Regions from separate parts of the Macaca mulatta genome. Here region 2 is linked to region 1. The links are chromatin contacts, called in public Hi-C maps. All regions are on one chromosome and are shown on one strand. Each heading gives the region's core, a stretch centred on a gene start, on an enhancer-like site or on the middle of the called end of the contact. The rest is flanking DNA. Distances are from core to core; before and after follow the strand shown. Region 1 holds the start of ACAT1 (acetyl-CoA acetyltransferase 1). Region 2 holds the start of DDX10 (DEAD-box helicase 10).

Region 1 (6,954 bases), core at 4,342-6,841:
AGAGATGGTGGTCTCACTGTATTGCCCAAGCTGGTGTCAAACCCCTAGTCTCAAGTCGTCCTCCCGCCTTGGCCCCCCAAAGTGCTGGGATTACAGGCCTGACCCACCACACCTGGCCCCTAACAGATATATTAGAGTCTGAACTCGCAGTACCTATGAATGTGACTATTTGGAAATAGAGAACTTGCAGGTGTAATCAAATTAAGATGAGATCATATTGGATTGGGATGGGCCCTAAATCCAATGACTGATGTCCTTATAGCAAGAGTGGAGAAAAGCCACACACAGGGGAGAAGGCAGGGATTACACTGATGCCTCTACAAAGCCAGGAACACCAGGGACTTCCAACAACAACCACGATCTCGGAGGGAGGCATGGAACAGACTGTCCCTCAGAACCCGCAGAAGGAACTCATCCTGCCAGCACCTGGATCGTGGACTCCAGCCTCCAGAACTGTGAGAAAATACATTTCTGTTGTTTTAAGCCACCCAGTTAGTGGTAATTTGCTACTGCAACCTTAGGAAACAAATACAGATTTTGGTACTGAAAAGTGGGGTGCTGCCATATTAATACACACAAACATGGAAATGCCTTTATTGATAGATTGGGGTGATGGGCAGAGGAAGAATTTTGAGGCACATGATAGATAGCCTAGATTGCCTTGAAGAGACAATTGGTGGAAATGTGCGCACCCCATCTCTACAAAAATTAAAAATTAGGTGGGCATGGTGACACACACATGTAGTCCTAGCTACTTGGAAGGCTGAGGCAGGAGGATTACTTGAGCCTAGGAGGCTGCAGTGAGTTATGATTGCACTCCAGCCTGGGTGACTAGAGCAAGGCTCTGTCTCGCTTTTTTTTTTTTTTTCTTTTTTTCTTTTTTTGAGACAGAGTTTTGTTCTGTTGCTCAGGCTGGAGTGCAGTGGCACGATCTCAACTCAGGTTGCAGTGAGTTGAACCCACCTCCTGGGTTCAAGCAATTCTCCTGCTTCAGCCTCCTGAGTAGCTGGGATTACAGGAGCCCACCACCACACCCGCTAATGTTTTTGTATTTTTACTAGAGACAGGGTTTCACCATGTTGGCCAGGCTGATCTCGAACTCCTGACCTCAGGTGATCTGCCCTCCTTGGCCTCCCAAAGTTCTGGGATTGTAGGCATGAACCACCGCACCTGGCCAGAGACCGTCTCTTAAACAAACATCTTTTGGGAGGATACTGTTTAACCTAGTACAATGTGTTATTCCAGTAGGCTAAGTTTGACAGAAGTTGTTTATTGCAGAAGAACTTACTTGGAAGTGAATATCAAACATCTTTGTATTATAAATATAATACCCACAAGTTTTTCCTTAAATGTTTTTATTTTTCCACTTGTTTCCTGCTGTGAAAATATTGTTCTAATATTCCTAAAACTAACTTCTGCTTCTAGAAAGCCACTCTGGGTCTTATGGACATTTCAGAGAGAAAGAGGGCTTTATTTTATCAAGACTTAATATACTTTGTAAGACGTAAGTTTCCACTTACAAGTTTGCCACTAGATGGAGGTATTGACTAGAGCTCCTTGACAAATGTAATAAACAGCATCCCAGATAAACTACTTTTTAAGTAGCTCTTCATCAATATATCTGTCCAGATGCTGTATTACCTGCTATGACAGGGATGATAATCCAAAGCCACAAATTCAGATATGCAAAAAATGTTTTTAAATTATTTGGCCGGATGTGGTGGCTCACACCTATAATCCCAGCACTTTGGGAAGCTGAGGAGGGAGGATTGCTTGGGCCCAGGAGTTGGAGACCAGCCTGGGCAACATAGTGAGACCCTGTGTCTACCAAAATACTACTACTACTACTACTACTACCAATAATAATAATAACAAATTTTAAAATACAAATAAAATAAAAATAATTCTCTCTTAATTGTACTTAATTTTCATTTCAACACTCCATTTCTATTTCACAGAAGAAATGTTAATCTAGTCACTTGCTTTTTTTTTCTTTTTCTTTTCTTTTTTTTTTTTTTTGAGGCGGAGTCTCTCTCTGTCGCCCAGGCTGGAGTGCAGTGGCGGGATCTCGGCTCACTGCAAGCTCCGCCTCCCGGGTTCTCCCGCCTCAGCCTCCCAAGTAGCTGGGACTACACGTGCCCACCACCGCGCCCGGCTAATTTTTTGTATTTTTAGTGGAGATGGGGTTTCACCGTGTTAGCCAGGATGGTCTCAATCTCCTGACCTCGTGATCCGCCTGCCTCGGCCTCCCGAAGTGCTGGGATTACAGGTGTGAGCCACTGCGCCCGGTCGAGTCCTAGATTCTTTTTTTTTTTTTTTTTTTTTTTTTTGAGACGGAGTCTCGCTGTGTCTCCCAGGCTGGAGTGCAGTGGCGTGATCTCGGCTCACTGCAAGCTCCGCCTCCCGGGTTCACGCCATTCTCCCGCCTCAGCCTCCCAAGTAGCTGAGACTACAGGCGCCCGCCACCACGCCCGGCTAGTTTTTTGTATTTTTAGTAGAGACGGGGTTTCACCATGTTAGCCAGGATAGTCTCGATCTCCTGACCTCGTGATCCACCCGCCTCGGCCTCCCAAAGTGCTGGGATTACAGGCTTGAGCCACCGCGCCCGGTCGAGTCCTAGATTCTTAAGTGAAATTATTAGCTACATTTTGCCTGGTGCTCATATTGGTGATAAAGCTACTCTTGTTTTTTTTGAAGTTCAGTTTTAAAGAGCAGCTTGCCTGCTGTAGCTCCAGAAGTGAATGTACTGTTCTTCTCCCCTCAATGCTCCTAAATCTCTCTGAACTTCTCTAGAAGCTGTCCTGATGAACATGGTGGCAATATTTCCTGGTAGTGCCTCTGATGGCAGAATTGTCCAATTAGAGCTGACTTCTATGTTCCTAGTTAGGTTTCTCCTAGGGCAGGTCTCTCCTAAGATACAACTAGTGTAGTGAGTGCCTAGAAGCTTAGCCCTAGCAACCAGACTGCCTAGATTCCAATTGCAACTGTGTCACTAACTACAAGCTTTGTGCCCTTGGACAAACTTCTGGAAAATGTGGATAATGCTACTTCCTAATTCAGTGGATTTTTGTGAGGATTAAATTAATTAAACTGTGAATGAACTGGTTCATATTAAGAACTATATACATAGCTATATAACCAGTCTTTATTTTTTCTTCTTCTTCTTTTTTTGAGACACAGTCTCATTCTGTTGTCCAGGCTGGAGTGCAGTGGCGTGATCTCAGTTCACTGCAATCTCCACCTCCCAGGTTCAAGCAATTATCCTGCCTCAGCCTCCTGAGTAGCTGGGATCACAGGTGCCCACCACCATGCCCAGCTAATTTGTGTATTTTTAGTAGAGATGGGGTTTTGCTGTGTTGGCCAGGCTGGTTTTGAACTCCTGACTTCAAATTATCCACTCACCTGGGCCTCCCAAAGTGCTGTGATTACAGGTGTGAGCCACCACGCCCAGCCTAACCAGTCATTTTTTACAGTGTGATGCCCCACTCATGAGCTTGGCCTCTCACAACTGGTTATCTCTATGAGGCCAGACCTTTAGTTTTCTGATTCATTTCTTTAAAAATTCAGCTTTTTCAGTTAGAAATATTATCGGTTTCACACACACACACACACACGCAGCTTAAACACTGACATACAATGTAATGACTTCCTTTCAATAATTCTCAAAGCAGCCCAGTATGAAAAATATTTGGCCTTTGGTAGAAGGGGAAGGTGTCAGTGTGACATTCCAAGGAAGGAGGTAGGCCTTGGTGAGCTGTTGAATAGAGAGGTTCGTGTCGGTGCAGGAATCACAGAGGACTTTAAGGGACAAACCTGGAGTGACGGGGAAATTAAAGACAGGGTGCTATATTTATAGCTATATTAAAAAATTACTCCAGCCAGGCATGGTGGCTGACGCCTGTAATCCCAGTACTTTGAGAGGCTGAGGGGGGCGGATTTCCTGAGCTCAGGAGTTTGAGACCAGCCTCTGGGCAACATGGTGAAATCCCGTCTCGACTAAAATACAAAAGATTAGCCAGGCGTGGCAGCGTGCACCTGTAATCCCAGCTACTTGGGAGACTGAGGCTGGAGAATTGCTGGAACTCAGGAGGCAGAGGTTGCAATGAGCCAAGATCACGCCACTGCACTGCAGCCTGGGTGACAAGAGCGAGACATTGTCTCAAAAAAAAAAAAAAAAAAAAAAAAAAAAAATTACCCCCGAACAGACCTGTTAAGGCGGCTTATGCCTATAATCTCTGTGCTTTGGGAGGCCAACGCCAGAAGATGTCTTAAGGTCAGGAGTTTGAGACCAGCCTGGGCAACAAGACCCCTTCTCCACATAAAATACAAATAAAAAAAATTAGCATTGTGGAACCTGCCTGTAGTCCTAGCTACTTGGGAAGCAGAGACAGGAGGATCCCCTAGCTACAGGAGGCAGAGACAAGGAGGATCCCCTGAGACCAGGAGTTTGAGGCTGCACTGAGCTATGATTGCACCACTGTACTCCAGCCTGGGTGACAGAGTGAGACCCTATCTTAAAAAAAAAAAAAAAAAAATTACTCCAAAACATAATGGCTTAAAATAACAACCATTTGTTTTCCCTCATTTCTGTGGATCATGAATTCAGACAACATGGTGGGGATGGCTTGTCTCTGCTCCATGATGTCTGGGGTCTCAGCTGGAGCGGTTGAAGGTTGGGGACTGGAATCACCTGAAGCCTTTTACCCATATTTGTATCTGGACTGAGCCTGGAATTTGATTGCTTCAAAATATTTTCACAGCTGGATGGGATGGCTCACGGCTGTAATCCCAGCACTTTGAGAGGCCGAGGCTGGTCGATTGCTTGAACCCAGAAGTTAGCAACCAGCCTAGGCAACATAGGGAGACTTAGTCTTTACAAAAAAATACAAAAATTACCCGGGCGTGGTCGCCTGCGCCTGTAATCCCCGCACTTTGGGAGGCCGAGGAGGAAGGCTCACTTGAGTCCAGGAGTTCAAGACCAGTCTGGCCAACATGGTGAAACGCCGTCTCCACAAAAAATACAAAAATTATCCGGTTGTGGAGGCTTGCGCCTGTAGTCCCAGCTACTTGGGTGGCTGGGGAGGGAGGATCGCTTGAGCCCTGGAGGTCGAGATTGCAGTGAGCTGTGATCGCGTCAGTGCACTCCAGCCTGGGTGACAGAGTGAGATCCTGTCTCAAAAAAAAAAAAAAAAAAAAAAAATCCTAAAATATTTTCATGAGTTTGTGCTGAGTAGGCCTAAGGGAAACATGCTCAGTGAATCGAAAAATCTCGGATTACACATAAACTACCGGCCCCGGCGGGTTAGAAGTGGTAGACACGGGATTCAGCAGCGTGTCAGGTATTCGTTGACCCCGGTGCCAGCGTCTCCATCCACGTCATTCACTTGTCAACCTTTCCTCGCCCAGGCTGCGGGGTCCCAGCGCCACGCTCCGCCCCACCCTTGGCTGCCGGCCAATCGCTGCCGACTGTGACGGTCCAGGGTTACTATTGGAGGAGGCGGGATGGGCGGTGCCCGCTCCGGGTCGCTGTGGGTGCGGGGTTGGGGAGGACGCCGAGGTGTTCTCTGCCTGTGCAGCAGCCCCTCGGCGTTCTGCAATCATGGCTGTGCTGGCGGCACTTCTGCGCGGCGGCGCCCGCAGCCGCAGCCCCCTGCTCCGGAGGCTGGTGCAGGTGAGCGGGGTTCGTCCCCACAGCGCTCAGACCTGGGAAGCGAGGAGTCCCCCGCCTCGAAAGCTTCCAGCCCGCGGCCGTTGCAGCTCCGGCGGCCCGGGCGCGCGGCGTAGGCCCCAGGACAGGCAGGCGACTGGGTCTTGTCCAAAAACCGCCGAAGTGCTCCCATAACACCCAGGGACTCGCGTATTTTTACAGCACTTTTCTACTTCCGAGGTCTCGGCGTAATCATCTTAATGAGCGTTACTGGTGTGTTTAACCAGTACGTGTTAAACACCAGGGCAGGTGTCTGGTGTCAAACACGAGGGCACGCGTCTGGGCGGACAGGACGGCCGGGATTGGCGCTGGCCCGGCCTGAGCGGTGGGATCGGGGAGAGCCTCTTTGCAGGCCTGTGCAGCTGCTCCCGAGATTTTCTTTAAAAGATGTTCGTGTGCTTTATTGTCAGGAGAGGTTCCTTTTCTTTTTTAATACAATAGATAATCATTGGGCGTACAAGGGGAGAGGGCACCATGTGATCATAACAGACGTTTTTTGGAGCAGCCTAAAATTTATCAGGGAAAGCTAATGACTACTCAGATAATACAATAAATTAGCCGGGCGCGGTGGCTCAAGCCTGTAATCCCAGCACTTTGGGAGGCCGAGACGGGCGGATCACGAGGTCAGGAGATCGAGACCATCCTGGCTAACACGGTGAAACCCCGTCTCTACTAAAAAATACAAAAAAACTAGCCGGGCGAGGTGGCGGGCGCCTGTAGTCCCAGCTACTCGGGAGGCTGAGGCAGGAGAATGGCGTGAACCCGGGAGGCGGAGCTTGCAGTGAGCTGAGATCCGGCCACTGCACTCCAGCCTGGGCGACAGAGCGAGACTCCGTCTCAAAAAAAAAAAAAACAAAACAAAACAATAAATTATACTGGATATATATCAAATATATATATATATACTTGATATATATCAAGCAAGCTCACATACTGAGGGTGTTCCAAGGGATGTCTCTCTTCTTATTATTGTGTTTAGAGAACACAACAGGGGCGGAGTCTCAAAGAATTTATTCTCCACATGCGTAAGCAAGGGAGTACGCACCGCAGATTGTCAGGCAAAGCCTCAGGAATAGGTAGAGACCTTCAGGGTGTGGTTAGTGAAACTTGAGTTTTCCAGGTCGATTGGGGCAATAAGCTTGGGGATCCAGTTATGTTGTGAGTGTATGGATTTGACCCTAGTTAAGTAGGGATTATTGATGTGTTTGTTTTTGTTGCAGTGGGAGATGACTCTAGTTCTTATGTCT
Region 2 (6,935 bases), core at 1,123-3,622, 530 kb after region 1:
GGTGGTTAGTGACTTGCCATTTATTTGACAACTGCCAAAATGTCTTTTTTCTTTTACTCTTTTTTTTTTTTTTGAGACAGAGTCTGGCTCTGTCACCCAGGCTGGAGTGCAGTGGCAGTATCAGGACTCACTGCAGCCTTGACTTCTGTAGGCTCAAGTGATCTTCCTGCCTCGGCCCCCTAGTTTCTGGGACTAAGGTGTGTGCCACCGAGCTTCGCTAATTTTTTTGAATTTTGGTACCGACAAGGTCTCACTATGTTGCCCAGGCTGGTCTTGAACTTCCAGGCTCAAGCAATCCTCCCACCTTGGCCTTGGAAAGTGCTGAGATTATAGCTGTGAGCCACCATGCCTGCTTCCTAGAGGTTATTATATTGAGATCTTTCTCTTGGGCATTCAGTTTTCCTAGAGTTGAACCTTCCAGTTTCTTGCCTGGGGTGCATACATGCCTGATTCCTACAGTTTTAGGAAAAAAGTGAGTTATAGCTGAGGGCCTTATTGTTCTGTGAGTATGCATATGTGGTATACATATGTAGTAAAGTACGCATCACATATAATTTATCACTTTAGCCATTTGTAAGTATACAATTCAGTTGCATTAAATACATTCTCATTGTTGTGCAACCAATTGGCAGAACTCTTTTCATCTTGCCAAACTGGAACTCTGTACTGATTAAACAGTAACCCCCGCATTGGCCTCTCCCTGAGTCCCTGGCAACCACCATTCTACTTTCTCTCTCTATCATTTTGACAACTCTAAGTACCTCACGTAAATAGAACCATATATAGTATTTGTCCTTTTGTGACTGGCTTATTTCACTTAGCTTAATATTCTTAAGGTTTATCCACGTTGTGGCATGTGTCAGAAATTCCTTCTTTTTGAAGGCTGAATAATATTCCATTTTATGTATTTATTATGTTTTGTTTACTCATTTATCAGTTGACAGACACTTGGGCTGCTTCCATCTTTTAGCGATTGTGAATAGTGCTGTGGTGAACACGGTGTGCAAATATCTGAGACCCTGCTTTCTTTTATTTTGGCTACACACACCCAGAAGTGAAAATGCTGGTGTAGAGTTCTGTTTTTAATTTTTTGAAGATGTATATATACTTTTATATAATCGCTCCTTATTGAGCTTTACTGTCTACCACATCTAGTGTCCCTGAGTATGGAAATTCACTAGTTCACCTCCTGTCCTCACTCCCTTCCGGTAAGCCATGCCCTGTTTGGAGGATGGACATAGAGTTGAGAGTAGTGATCTGGATATGTGGGGTTGGAAAGGGAATTTGAGGGCCCAAAATTCTGCCTGTGAACTTTGAACTCAATTTTCCAATTTCCTTTGCCACAACTGAGCTCTCCCACCCCATCTGGTGTTTTCCTGGAGGCTGTAGGTAAATGTGTCAAAAAAACTCAATTCATTGAAAGCCAGTTCACTTAAATGGCCAACTTGCAATAACTTTTCTATTACCTCGTTTTTTTTTTTTGATGGAGTTTCACTCTTTGGCCCAGGCTGTAGTGAAGTGGGGTGATCCTGGCTCACTATAACCTCCGCCCCAGGGTTCAAGCGATTCTCCTGCCTCAGTCTCCAGAGCAGCTGGGATTATAGGTGTGTGCCACAATGCCTGGCTAATTTTTATATTTTTAGTAGAGACAAGGTTTCACCATATTGGCCAGGCTAGTCTCGAACTCCTGACCTCAGGTGATCCACTCATCTCGACCTCCCAAATTGCTGGAATTACAGGTGTGAGCCACTGTGCCCGGCCTCTATTACCTACTTCTTTACGTTAGTTATCATTTTGTCTCCATAATAGCATTTTAAGGTAAATTCAGTTTGATTCCGTTCCAGTTTCCTTGCTGTTGCAGCTAGAGTCTGAGGGGTCCAGAGGAAAAGGAAAACCTAGAGGGGCATTAGAAGAATGTAGAATATTTATTTTTATTCCTGAGGAAGTACAAACGCCGTGGATGGAAATCAGAGGTTATTAGCTGTTTACTTTTGGGCAAATCTTTTGACTCGTTGGTCCGAAATGTGCAAAACGAGGGTCAAAATTTTCATTCAGTTTGTACGTGGGTACACACACACTCAGGAACGCTTCGCAAAGTTGAACCTGGAGTAAATGTGTGAACACCCCTTAAAGGTTCAGCGTATGACGTCACCATAGTAACAACAACAGTGCGCATGCGTCTTTTTAAAGAGCCGGCGTGCTCCTGGCGTCCCTCAGTCCGCCCCCGTTTCCCCAGACTGCTCCTCCCTGCAGGAGCCAATTCGCCAGTCACAACCCTCCTTTTCATTGACGTCGTTGGCGCGTGCCCCGGTTTCAAAAGCTCGGGGGCGGGCTTTTGGGTTCGCGCATGCGCCTCTGTGCATTTTCCCCATGCTGTTTCCGCGATCCTGGTCCTAGGTGTCTCGTGTCTGCGGGTGAACCGAGATTTTGCCGCCACCGCCGCAATGGGGAAAACTGCCGACTCTCCGGGTTCGGGAGCCCGACCCGACCCGGTGCGGAGCTTCAATCGCTGGAAGAAAAAACACAGCCACAGGCAGAACAAAAAGAAGCAGTTGAGGAAGCAACTGAAGAAACCCGAATGGCAAGTCGAGCGCGAGGGTATCAGCCGCCTCATGCAGAACTATGACAAGGTGAGGCCGGCGCTGGGGAGGGGGCTCGGGCCGGCCAGCAGCTGGGCGGCGTGTCACTGCGGCGAGGGGTTGCAGAATGGAGGCGGCGGATCTGTCACCGGGACCCTGCCGGGAATGGGAGGTCACGCCGGGTGCCACAGCTCAAACCTCTGCACCGTCCTGGCCACTCTTCTGCTTGCCACACTGTTCCTAAAAAAATGATAGAAATGCGGCGGTACCTAAGGGTAGGGAGACTAATCCTGTAATAGCTACAGTCATATCCATAGTAATAATACTGATGACAATAATGGTAATAATGACACCTGCATTTTAAAGCAGTCACCATGTGCTTACAGTAATTGTTTGACTTGATCTGAGGTATGGATATTAATAATCCTACTTAATAGGTAGGAGAATTGAGGTTCTAAGAGGAATGAAACTTGTCCGAATCTCTCACGCTTAGTAGGTGGTGTGGAATTGGAAGCTAGATCCATGTCTTTCTAATCCCAAAGCCTTTGCTTTTAACCATGAAGCCAGACTGCATGCCTCAACATCATCTATGCTCCTTCCTGTGCCCACCTCATTTCTCCACAGGCTTCATGTCCGTATCCAAGAATTGGCCTAGAAAAGCTGGATCACTGGTATGTTTCTGTCACATATCATCCTCATATTGTAGCTGTTGTTCCCAGATGAGTATACCTGTAACGATCACTTTGACCTCCTGACTTCTTCCCCAAACTCCAGGCTCCACAGGTCTGTCAATTCCTTTTTTCCCTTTCTTTAAATCCCATGTTTGTTGGCCTTCACCCACATCATTCAGCTTCTCAGCCCCCTTCTAGTGCAGTACAATCAGGGATTTAATAGATGGAACATTCTTGGAATTAAAGTTGCCATTGTAACAAATTACCGCAAACTTGGTGGCTTAAAACAACAGAGATCTTGAGGTCAGGAGTTCGAGACCAGCCTGACCAACATGGTGAAACCCCGTCTCTACTAAAAATACAAAAAAATTAGCCAGGCGTAGTGGCAGGCGCCTGTAATCCTAGCTACTCAGGAGGCTGAGGCAAGAGAATCGCTTGAACCCGAGAAGTGGAGGTTGCAGTGAGCTGAGATCGCGCCATTACACTCCAGCTGGGGTGACATGAGTGAGACTCTGTCTCAAAACAAAAAAACAACAAAACCCAACAACAACAGAGACTTACTGTATCACAGTTCCAGAGGCCACACATCTGAAGTCAGTTTCACTGGGCCAAAATCAGGGTGTCAGCTGGGACATGCTCCCTCCAGAGGTTCTAGGGGAGACTCTGTTTCTTGCCTCTTGTAGTTTCTGGTGGATGCTGGCATTCCTTGGCTTGTGGCTGCATAATTCCAGTCTCTGCCTTCTCCTGTGTCAGTCTACCTGTGTTCCTCTGTTATAAGGACGCTTGTGATTGCGTTTAGGGCCTACACACATAATCCAGGATAATCACCCCATCTCAAGATCTTTAATCACATCTGAAAAGTCACTTTTGCCATATAAGGTAACATTCATACCTTCCAGAGGTTAATACATGGACATAAATTGGGATCATTTTTAGCCTATCATATCCTAGCTCCACCATCTCAGCAGACCATAGAACTAGAAACCTAGGAGCAGTCTTAGGTACTTCTCTCCTACCTACTCTTATAACCAGTCCGTCACACTGGTGATTTGTTCTGCTTAAATTTTTCAAATGCTTCTTCATCCCTACTGCCTTGTCTTCAGCCCCCATCATCTCTTGTCTGGATTACTATAGTAAATTTTGCTTTCGACAGGGATCAGCAAGCTTTGTCTGTAAATGATAGTGAATGTTTTCAGCTTTGTAATCATAAGGGTAGAACTACTTACTCAATTGTGCCCTTGTAATACAAAAGCTGTCATAGAAATACTTAAATGAATGGGTGTTGTTTTTCAGTAAAACTTTAATTAGTGAAACAGGTGGCTGATAGGATTTGGCCCCTGGGCCTTAAACCTTTCTGATTTATCCTCTATACTTCTGCCAGAATGATTCTTTCCAAGATGAAGATCTAATCATTTTACTCCTGATTAGAACCCTTCCTTGGTTCACAGTTACTTTTAGAAAAATTGTCAAATTCAGTGTGTCAACAAGAAATACAACTCTTTAGTCTGCTGAAGAGTAAGTTATTTGTGGTCAGGCTGACCTGGTTTAAATCTCACTCTCTTCGAGTATTGGCTAGTCAGGTTTCTTCACCCCTCTAAGTCTCAGTTTCTTCTTTCAAAAAACAGAAGTTATTAGCCACCCAGAGTGTTGTAAGGCCCAAATGAGATAATGTGTATACACCAAGCGGTACATGATAGGCATATATGAAGGAACAGCTTGCAGTTTTGTGAGTTGTCCATGCTTCTTGTGCTTCTCATCCTGGTACTTGACGTTTCCACTGCGTGCAGTGAGCGGACGCGTCTGCCCACTCTAAGGACAGGTACTCCTCCTTCAAGATTTAGTGCAAACCCGTCTTCATCACCTCCCCTGGCTGAGTTAGGGCTACTGTGCATCTGTAGCGTTTTGTAGAAACCTTTATGACAACATTTATCAACTGTCTGCGATGATTGGCTTCTTTAACTTTTTTTTTTTTTGCCAGATACTTTTTTATTTAAAATATTAATGAAATAAATGATTCATACAAAATACTATGATATACATGTGACACTTAAAGGCTGATAAAACAATTATGTGCCTGTCAAATAGCTGAAGAAATAGACAACTAAATATTACAATGAAATGTTTCTTATCCCAACAAAATGGCAAACCAGCATAGGCAGCTGGATTCCTGCCTCAGCTCTGGGGAAATTTTAGAACTCAAAATAAAATTACAGACAAAATTAATGTAATAGACAAGGGGAGTACATAGGAATACGCCAGAATGCTATAGTACTTGTTAATTAGGCAAAGCAATTTAAATGGGTCTTAAGTCTATTATAAGAGCAAATGGAGAAAAATGTTATATAAACAGAATAAGAACACTAAATATATACAGTAGAAAGTATAAATGAAGAAAAGAAATGCAAGGAAAGTATAAAAAATGAAAAAATACTTTTAAATGATAGTAGTGTTAGGTCCTAAAATAATAGAAATTGCAATAAATATAAATGGATTAATCTGGCCAATTAAAGTGAGATACTCTAAGATTTTATTTAAAATATCTAACAACATATTCTTTGCAAGAGAAAATATGAAGATATAAAAAGAAGAAAGCACATATTAACAACAACTTTGAAGTCCACACTGTGATGCCATTAATTACATCTCCTTCCCCCAGAGGTATTAATTACTCCAAATTTTGTGTCTATTATTTCAGAATTAATTTACTATTACTATGTAACAAATTATCACAAGCTTAGTGGCTTAAAACAACATACACATATTATCTCACAGTTTATGTGTGTCAGGGGTATGGGCATGGCTTAGCTGGGTCCTCTGTTCACAGCTTGACAAGGCTGCAATTAAGATTAAGATTGGCGGCCGGGCGCGGTGGCTCAAGCCTGTAATCCCAGCACTTTGGGAGGCCGAGGCGGGCGGATCACGAGGTCAGGAGATCGAGACCATCCTGGCTAACACGGTGAAACCCCGTCTCTACTAAAAATACAAAAAAACTAGCCGGGCGCGGTGGCGGGCGCCTGTAGTCCCAGCTACTCGGGAGGCTGAGGCAGGAGAATGGCGTAAACCCGGGAGGCGGAGCTTGCAGTGAGCTGAGATCCGGCCACTGCACTCCAGCCTGGGTGACAGAGCAAGACTCCGTCTCAAAAAAAAAAAAAAAAAAAAAGATTAAGATTGGCTGAGCTGTGTTCTCATCAAAGGCATAACCAGGGAAAGATCTAATTCCAGATACCATAGGTTGTTAGCAGAATTCCTCGTCATGTGGTTATAGGATTTAGGTTTCTGTTTTCTTACTGGTCATTGGCTTGGGGACACTTCCAGCTTTTGAGAGTCCTTTGCCACATAGGTTTTGCCATAGACTTACAACATCACAACATGTCAACTTACTTCGGGGTCAGTAGGAGAATGTTTCACTTCTGTCTGTGAATACAGAAGAATGACATTGCACCGCCTTTGCAATAACTTCATTAACTTTTAAAAAAAAACTCTCTTACTAGACCATGAACCTTTCAAGATCAGCAACCAGTGATGTGCTCATCTTTGCACTCCCCAGAGTCTGAAAGCACAGTGCTTGTCCTTGAGTAGGTGCTCAGTCAGTGTTTAGATGTTGTTTGCTGTAAGACTAGACCTTTCCCAGGCAACTTTGCTCTGGTTGGCAGCATTGGATTATTCTTTTTTTGTTTCTTGTTTC

The links. A called contact is a pair of places that touch in the nucleus more often than the background predicts.
Region 2: a Hi-C map of fetal cortex germinal zone shows a contact between it and region 1, with 3 times the contacts expected there. The contact joins the promoter of DDX10 here to the promoter of ACAT1 in region 1. A contact is called at or near these places in 3 of 14 Hi-C or Micro-C datasets (fetal cortex germinal zone, fetal cortical plate and liver).

Annotation. Positions count from the first base shown.
Region 1 is chr14:108,969,673-108,976,626 of T2T-MMU8v2.0, forward strand. ACAT1 (acetyl-CoA acetyltransferase 1) reads left to right here and starts at 5,592. Exons shown (of 12, transcript NM_001265693.1): 1 at 5,592-5,671. The coding sequence starts at 5,600.
Region 2 is chr14:109,501,415-109,508,349 of T2T-MMU8v2.0, forward strand. It overlaps DDX10 (DEAD-box helicase 10), which reads left to right and starts at 2,373. Exons shown (of 19, transcript XR_013404274.1): 1 at 2,373-2,630.